Linked DNA regions of Oryctolagus cuniculus: region 2 is linked to region 1. The links are chromatin contacts, called in public Hi-C maps. All regions are on one chromosome and are shown on one strand. The core of a region is the stretch at or near the end of the contact, and the rest is flanking DNA. Distances in the headings are between cores, read along the strand shown. Region 1 has its middle 25 kb from the start of GINS3. Region 2 overlaps NDRG4 (NDRG family member 4).

Region 1 (4,295 bases), core at 482-2,981:
GATCCTACATGGGGAGTAAGCGCTCAGTGACTCCTGCTGTTGACTTAACAAATTGACACTCTTGTTTATGGCATCAGTAATCACCCTAGGCTCTTGTCATGAGTTGCCAAGGCTATGGAAGCCTCTTGAGTTCGCCAATCTTATTTAGACAAGATCATAGTCAAAGTGGAATTTCTCTCTTCAGAGAAAGGTACCTCCTTCTTTGATGGCCCATTCTTCCCACTGGGATCTCACTCGCAGAGATCGAGAAAGTGAATTAAAAGATAAGTTTGGGTGCCCCAAAATTTCAAAATCCATGCATACAAGGAATCTTCAAAAAGTTCATTGAAAATATATATTATGAAAAAATTATGCATGAATTTAAAAAATTTTTGCTTTAAACTTTTAAAAATTCCATTTCCCATGAACTTTTTAAAAAAATTATTTATTTTAAAGTCAGAGTGACCTGGGGTAGGGTGGAGAGAAAGAAATACAGGTCGAGACAGAGACAGAGAGATCTTCTGGCTGATGGTTCATTCTCCAAATGGCTGCAATAGCTGGGGTTGGACTAGGCCAAAGCCAGGAGCCAGGAGCCAGGAGCCATCCTGGTCTCCCACGTGGGTGGCAGGGGCCCATGTACTTGGAATATCATCAACTGCGTTTCAGGTGCATTGGCAGGAAGCCAGATTAGAAACAGAGCAGCCCAGAGCAGCCGGACTGCAAAGTGGTACTCTGATATGAGATGCTGGTATTGCAAGCCACAGCTTAAACCTGCTGCACCACAACGAAGCTGGCTCCTCCTATGAACTTTCTTTTAGATTATTTGTATGTATATGTATTTGAAAGTCAGAGTTACAGAGAGAGGGAAAGACAGAGAGATCTTCCATCTACTGGTTTACTCCCCAAATGACCTTAAGGGCCAGGGACTTGAACTGGTGCCCATATAGGATGCTGGCGCTGCGGATGGCGGCTTAAACTGCTGTTTAGAAATACAAAATACACATGGATACTATTGGAGTCTTGTTTTACTGTTTTTTTTTTTTTCCAACAAAGATCCATCTGCCTTGCTCCTATCCTCTCTACTTCATGTCACGTCAGTTTTCTCCCAACATCTCTCCAGCTGAGCCCCAGTCATTACTGCCCTCAACATTTGTGTCTGCAGTTCTCTTCCTACTGGGATCCTTTGATGCTCATTGAACCCCAACTCAGCGCTCTATACCATGCCATGGCCTGCACGTGCATGGTCATGTTTCATCTGTGTGACAACCCTCCACGGTGGGTACTAATATTTTTCTCCCTTTGCAAATCAGAAACTTACTCAAGACTTCAGAGCTCATTAGAGCTGATCTAGGATTCAAAACTCAAGTCACTTAAATTTCATTCTCTGTGCTCTTAACAATAAACCATCCTGCCATCTGCTTTTTAAAGAAAAATTAATACTTGAGCCAGAAAAAATATCCTATAGAATTGAATTCATACCTTTCTGAGTCATTTTCTCCCCTGTGGAAGCTTAGCTATAAAGAAAGCTGTAGGTTTTCCATATCTACTAATTGGCTTTCACGATCTCCAGGGATTTGCTAATCAAATGCAGGTTCCCAAAGTTTCCACACAGTGAAATGCAATTTCCACAGTGCTGGGAGGTTCTACTAGCTGTATTTATACACCACCACACCATCTTTTACCTTGCTGTTTGACAATGCATAAGCACTGCTTAGTACTATACAGTACACGTGGCTCTGTGTCAGCATTTCTGAGTCACGGCCGTATACCTATAACAACCCAAATGACATATGCTCTAATAGGGTCTGACTCACTTATCTAAGCTCCATTAACTTGACATGTTGGATTTTATAACACTGAAGAGGACTCTCTGAACTTTGATTTTTTAATCTGTATATATAACAATGATATGAGTGCAAAATTATCCCTATGACCTTAACTATCACCTAATTTTTCTCCTTTCACCTTGAGTGAAATGTCCCAAAGCTGCAGTCTCCCCTTGCTCCCTCATCTCTTGCTCCACGCGCACTTCTCTGCCCCCTCAGCCTGCTCTCCGGCTTCAGCTCCTTCTATGTCCCTGAACTTACCCATGACCTCCTACAGCCTTTCCAGAAAGATCTTGCCTGTGCTGGCTTGTCTGCAGTATTGATGCTATTTGCAACTCCATTCTTCTCAATATTTTCTCTCTTCTTGCACCCCAGGATAGCATTCTTCCCTTGCTTTTAGCCATTAGTATTTAGTCTCTTGGTGGCCACCTTTTTACTCCTCTTTTCCCGTGGGGATATATTGTCCTTACTTTCCCTTCCCTTTCTAGTCTACACACTCTCTTGAAATTATCTTATCTGGTGCAGTGGCTTCCAGTGTGTCCCATTTTATGGGTCGCTCCCAGATTGATGCCTCCTGAGCTCACACCCATAATCCAGTCTCCTGTCAAATACTCCCAAGTAGACAGCCATGGGCACTTGAACTTTACCAAGTCCCCAAAGTAAATTCATTATCTTCCTGTATTCTTGTCTCCCTATTGCTCAAGACAGACACCTAAATGTTACTTCAAATGTCTCTCACTCTTCAACCTCCACATCCACCCAATCACCATGACTTGCTGCTCCCAATACAACAATCCAAACATTGCAAACATCTATCTCCTTTTCTCTGGGGATTGATCATTTCTCACCTGAAATACTGAGCTAGTCTGTAGATACTTTCCTAGTTGGACGTAAGACGTAACATCTGTCTCATCTTCCATGAGTCTATTTCCACCCCACTGCACTGGCAATTTCTCTAATGTAATACAAGAAAATCTTGGGGTCCCTCATGCCCATCTCTGCTTGGTATGGCATTCAAATACACCCTATTGACCAACGGGAATTAAAAAAACTTTCAATAATTACTTCTATGTCTAGAAGAACATCAAAAGAGGTCCTGTTCTTAGTCCTAGACTCTGCCTCCCCTAATCCTATTTCCCTATTATGCAGTCATGTAAAGAATAAAGTAAATTTATATGCATTGGCCTGGAAAGCAAAAATGACTGGTCTACTCTTAAGGAAGAACACATAACTGTCAGGCAAAGATGTATCTCACAATTCCATTTCTGCTTTTCAGAAACTGTATGGCAGTATACTTAGGAAAACGTTCAACTCAAAATGCACAAAACTATTAATAGCGGTGATGACCTCAGGGCAAGGGCAAGGGCAAGGTGATGGTGGGGGAGGGAAGAGAATTAGAGGAGTAAAGAGGTTTTACAGAGATGGATTGATTGATTGACTGATTATGGATCATTTAATGTTAAAATTCCCTTGGGGCTGGCACTGTGGTGCAGTGGGTTAAAGCCCTGGCCTGGAGTGCTGGCATCCCATATGGGCCCCGGTTCTGGTCCTGGCTGCTCCTCTTCCAATCCAGCTCTCTGCTGTGTCCTGAGATAGCAGTGGAAGATGGCCCAAGTCCTTGGGCCCCTGCACCTGCGTGGGAGACCTGGAGGAAGCTCCTGGCTCCTGGCTCCTGGCTTCGGATCGGCACAGCTCCTGCTGTTTTGGCCAACTAGGGAATAAACCAGCAGAATGGAAGACCTCTTTCTCTGTCTCTGCCTCTTTCTGTATCTCTGTCTTTCAAATAAATAAAATAAATCTTTAAAAAAAATTCCCTGAGGAACAAGATGCTGTCCCTCAAGGCCTGGGAACAAGGCAAAGTTGTCCCCTCTCATCAATGCTCTTCAATATCATACTAGAAGTCCTAGTAATGTAATGAGTTAGGAAAAGTAAATAAAGTGTATATTTATCAAGAAGGAAGGACTAAAGCTTAACTGGTTTGCAATGAATTAACTATGTGAAAAATATAAAAGAATATACAAAAAAATTCTTGGAACTAATATATGATTACTTTGAGGTTGCAAGATACAAGTATTTCATTACAAAACATGAAAGTCAATCATTTTCCTATGTATCAACAATGAAAAAGTGAAATCTGAAATTAAAAACATAATACTCAATCTCAAAAGTAAAATAGCTATAAATATACCAAAATATATATAAGATCTATATTAGGAAAACTGTAAACTAAAGAAAGAAATTAGAGAAGAATAAACAAGTGGAGAGATACTCCATGCTATGGTTAGGGAGACTCAATATTATCAGGAGGTCAATTCTTCCCAACTTGGTCTACAGATTCAACACAATCACAATCAAAATACTAGCAAGTTAGTTTATAAATGTGAACAAGCTGATTCTAGAATTTATATGGAGAGAGAAAAGATCCAGAATAGTCAATACAATGTTGAAGAAGAACAAGCCAGAGGACTGACTTTTTTTTTATATAGAATA
Region 2 (4,295 bases), core at 949-3,448, 110 kb before region 1:
GGGCAATGTTCACTCAGCCTCTCTGTGCCCGGCTTCCCCCATCGTAAAACAGTGACTGTGCCTTCCTCACTGAGCTGCAATGCAAATGAGGAAAAAACTGCATAAGCCATCCCAGACCTGACCTTGGCCCTGAGAGAGGAAGAGAGGGACGACAAGTGTCCCTCCCCCCTGACAGTGTCCCTCAGTTGTTGCAGCCGGACAAGACGGACTCAGGTTTTGCTCACCAATCCCTGGTGCCAGGCAGGGCTCTGGGTGACCCTGAGTAAGTCGGTCACCCTCTGAGCTGCCACAGCTGAAAATGCGAGCAACGGTGGCGTCCACTGCACAGGCAAATACGACCCGGGGAACCACGAGAGGACGGGGAACGGGAGCCCTCAGGGCTTGGGTGACTTTCCCACTCTACTGCTAAGGAGCCTGGGGTCACGTGATCAGCAAACACATTAGGACTTGTTTCCTTGTTGCGTCCTCGTAACACCCACTTTAAAAGAAGGCTGGTGCTGTGGCGCCGCAGCCTGCAGTGCCGGCATCCCACGTGGGCACCAGTTCAGGTCCCGGCTGCTCCATTTCCAATCCCGCTCCTTGCTAATGTGTCTGGGAAAGCAGTGGAAGAGGCCCAAGTGCCTGGGCCCCTGCACCCACGTGGGAGACCTGGAGGAAGCTCCAGGTTCTTGGCTTTGCCTGGCCCAGCTCTGGCCATTGTAGTTCTCCTCTAGCTTTCAAATAAACAAATAAATCCTTTAAAAAGGGGGGGGGTGTAAAGGAGGCACAGAGAGATGGGGTAACCTGCCAGACATCACACAGCAGTGAACAGAGAACAGAGTCACACACACACCCAGGCAGTCTTGGCTCCGGCCCCAGGATCTGGTGGCCGCTTGTCACGGTCAGCCGAGTGTCCCAACCTGGGCCTGTGGGCACCTTCACTCCCCCACACTCAGGGCTGCCGGCCTCACTGTAGCAGTGGTGCAGCCGGTGGAGCCGTGTGGCTGGAAGTCGCATCAGTGGCAGGGACCCAACCTGGACCCAGGTCTGTCTGGTTCCCGAGGGTCCCTCCTGCTCCCATGCACCACACGTCAGGGGTAACATCCCTGCATGCCCTGGCCCAGAAAACCACCGTGCTTGTGGCTGCTTTTCTAAAAAAAATCCCTAAAAAACCCTGCCCCCAGGGGTCTAACGGGTGGCCAGGAAGATGCGTTTCTACATGTGCGGCCCTGGGTCAGGTGTAGGGCCACATGGGCAGCTGCCCCAGGCATGGGTCTGGCAACTTGGGGGCAGGCAGCTGCCCACAGGGGCCAGCAGGAGGCCTGGTAGAAGCAGCTGGGCACTCAGAGGGGCAGCGGGGGGGGGGCCTCCTCTGCAACCCCAGGGCGTCCCTGCGTTGGGGGGGGGCTCTTCTGTGACCCCAGGCGTCCCTGCATCCCTCACTCCCCAACACCCTTGCCCCTGGCCTTGTGGGACCAGAGGATCCAGGTAGGGGCTGGCTGCTCCAGGATTTCACCCCATCCTTGTCTGGAGCAGACAGGACCAGAGCTCCTTGTTGCACCTGCTCCGACCATCTCCCGCCACATCCCTCCCATCCCCTGCCTGAGGCCCATTCCTTCCCCACTGCAAGTCCCAGCCTTCCCTGCCCAGCTCCAGAGTCCCTGGTGTTTGCAGGCAACTCTCCCTGGGGAGCTGGACACGAGCACACCGCGGGCGTCCTTGAAGCTGTGCGTGACCAAGGGATCAGCACACAGGCCCCAGGCCCTGGCTGCAGAACTGTGGCCTCTAGGGGAGAAGCCACAGGCAGCCCCACCTACACATCGCCCCTGAGTCCAGATCTCAAGGTCGGTGCTCTCATGGGGCTTGGAGACTGACCCTAAGGGAGGTCAGCAGGGCCAGTGGGACGTGGACCCAGTGGGGCTCCCTGTGGTGCCTCCTCGTAGCTGTTTTCTGAGACCTGGAAATGAATGGTCAGTGCTGGACTCGAGGAGAGAAACGGCCGGCTCAGCGAGCAAGACCTTGAAGAGCGGGACTAACCACCAGGAGCGAGCTCGGTTTGCACAGAGAATCGAGCTCGGTTTGCACAGAGAATCGGGTCTCCTAACTAAAGAGGCCATGGTTGTCTGGGCAACTGCTGCCATGGAAACAGGAGCTATTTTGGAGCAGCAACTGGGCTTTCATTGGAGGAAAACGCTGATTCAGATGACAACATCCCTCACTCCTGCTCCATCCTCACTCCCCCAGGCCCGCCCCTCCCTGCCAGGAAGTCAGAGCCTGGCCCCCACCTCCGGCGAGGGGCAGGCAGAGCTACAGCGAGCAGTGGGGGCGGTCCTGGGGGGTGGGAGGTGCCCAGCCCCGGCCACTCCAGGCTGGGGCACACAGAAGGGCTGTGACCCCACTATGGGACGTGGCCAGGGAGGGAAAGGGCAGCTGTCAGTCCCACATCTCAGGAGGCACAGCCTTGACCTACCTTCCAGTCTGTGTCCACAGTCGCGAGGAAGTTGTCGGTATTCTCCTATGGGAAGGCAAACAGAAGGGGTGGCAGGTTAGGCCCCAGTTGGCCCCGGGGGGGTTGGGAGGGCACAGGGTCTCCACCTCAAGCAGTCTCGCCGTTCCCCGATCTATCCAAATGTGAACCAAAGCGGCCAAGAAGGAGCAGGCATTCAGCCCAGGGCTGAGACGCCTGAATCCCACGCTGGAGCACCTGGGGTCAGTTCCTGGCTCCGGCTCCTGACTCCAGCTTCCCGCTAGTGCAGACCTCGGGAGGCAGTAGTGGTTGGGTTCCTGCCGCCCAGGTAGGAGATGCGAATTATGTTTCTGGCTCTCAGCTTCAGCCCAGCTATGGCAGGTATTTGGAGAGTGACCCAGTGGATGGAGCTCTGCCTGTCTGTCTACCAGAGAGAAGATGGGAGGCCAGGAGCCAGGCATCGGGCTATCACGTAGTAGGCAGATGAGCCTATGGGCTTCCCCATCGGTGAGAAGAGGCTCCGAGAGGCAGGGTCGCAGGCTGGAACGTGGTGGGATCTCTGACTCCACATACACTCTGCCCCCACGTCCTCTTCTCCTGAGCATCAGGGTCCGCCCGCCCATAGCTCTCTGCGTCCTGATGGAGAATCAGGTGTGTGCCAACAGCCCTGTGACCCAGCCCAACCCTGGAGCCCAGGCTGGGAGCTCGACCACTCCCAGGCACCAGTGGCCCTGACCCTGAGCCCCAGTTCCTTCAACCCCATCTAAGCACACACACTGGGCCCCTGGCTGCAGGCACAGCCAGGCGGAGTCTCTGTGCACTGCAAACAAGGGCCCCCAGGCAAGGCTTTGGTCTGGACGCCCTGGTGTTCGGCGCCTCTTTCTTGGGAATCCCAACCCCCCCAGCTGTGTCTCTGGGGGCAGCTCCAGCTGTGGGCACAAACAAAGGCACCAGGACAGAAGCAGGGGAGGGGGGTGGGGCGGGCATGACTATCTCCCCCGCTTTAGGGGTGGGGAAGCTGAGTCACAAGGGGGCTCTTCCCACCCGCACAGAGGCACTGTCAGGGTCTGCAGCACTGGCCACGCCCCCTAACCTGCCTGCTCTGTCCTCCCGAATCCCTAGGGCTCCCGCGCTACACTGGGGGGGGGGGGTGTTGTGTCCGTGATGGGCGCCTGGTGTGCGTGCTGGACTCCAGGGTGCGCCTGGCTGTGCTCTCAGCACGGATCCTGGCGTGGACTCAGTGCCTCCCAGACACAAACGGATCAGGATTCACCACCTGACCTCCCAGAGGAGGGGAGTGCCACTGGAGATGCGCCCCTGTGCCTGACTTGTTATGCTTTGCCCGATAAAAAAAAGCCAGCTGGGCCCGCTGGAGGGAGACCCCTGTCGGGGGACCAGACCACGCACGAGTAAAGCAGGGCTCACGGCCCCTTCCTTGCCTCTGCTGCCCTCTGCTGGGCAGGGAGTCCCCAAGCATTAGGCGAGAAGCCCAGCGTTGGCCACTGCCTGTCCCTGTGTCTTGTTCTGGGCAGTGCACGCTGCGGGGTCTCCTGGTGAACACACTGCGGATAAAGGAGACAGAGGCGGCGGCTGGAGGACGTGGAGCAGAAAGCCCTTCTGCACAGGGGTGGGAGGGACGAGACCCAAACAAGTTCAGCCACGTGCTCTCTCGGCCTCGCCTGCTGCTGCCTCCCAGGCCTGGGGGCTCTGCAGCTGCTCCTGGCCGAAGGGGACAGGGCCCAGGGGAGGGGCTGTGGCTGCTCAAGAATCCTCACCCAAAAAGCTGGCGCGGGGAGGCTGGAGAGGCAGCCACGGGCGCTTATCTCAGAGCAAGGAGGCGGCAGTCTTG

What was found. Hi-C and Micro-C count contacts between places; a contact is called where the count stands out from the background.
Region 2: a Hi-C map of liver shows a contact between it and region 1, with 11 times the contacts expected there. The contact joins two enhancer-like sites. A contact is called at or near these places in 5 of 6 Hi-C or Micro-C datasets (ear pinna, embryonic fibroblasts, liver and 2 more).

What each region holds. Positions count from the first base shown.
Region 1 is chr18:41,677,322-41,681,616 of mOryCun1.1, reverse strand. No RefSeq gene overlaps it. Among named protein-coding and RNA genes, the nearest start is that of GINS3, 25 kb to the left of the region's middle. Within about 2 kb of position 1,731, at least 1 of the 8 cell types and tissues checked has an H3K27ac peak or open chromatin away from gene starts, as enhancers often do.
Region 2 is chr18:41,786,019-41,790,313 of mOryCun1.1, reverse strand. It overlaps NDRG4 (NDRG family member 4), which reads right to left. Exons shown (of 16, transcript XM_070061974.1): 3 at 2,450-2,494. Among named protein-coding and RNA genes, the nearest start is that of SETD6, 16 kb to the left of the region's middle. Within about 2 kb of position 2,198, at least 2 of the 8 cell types and tissues checked have an H3K27ac peak or open chromatin away from gene starts, as enhancers often do.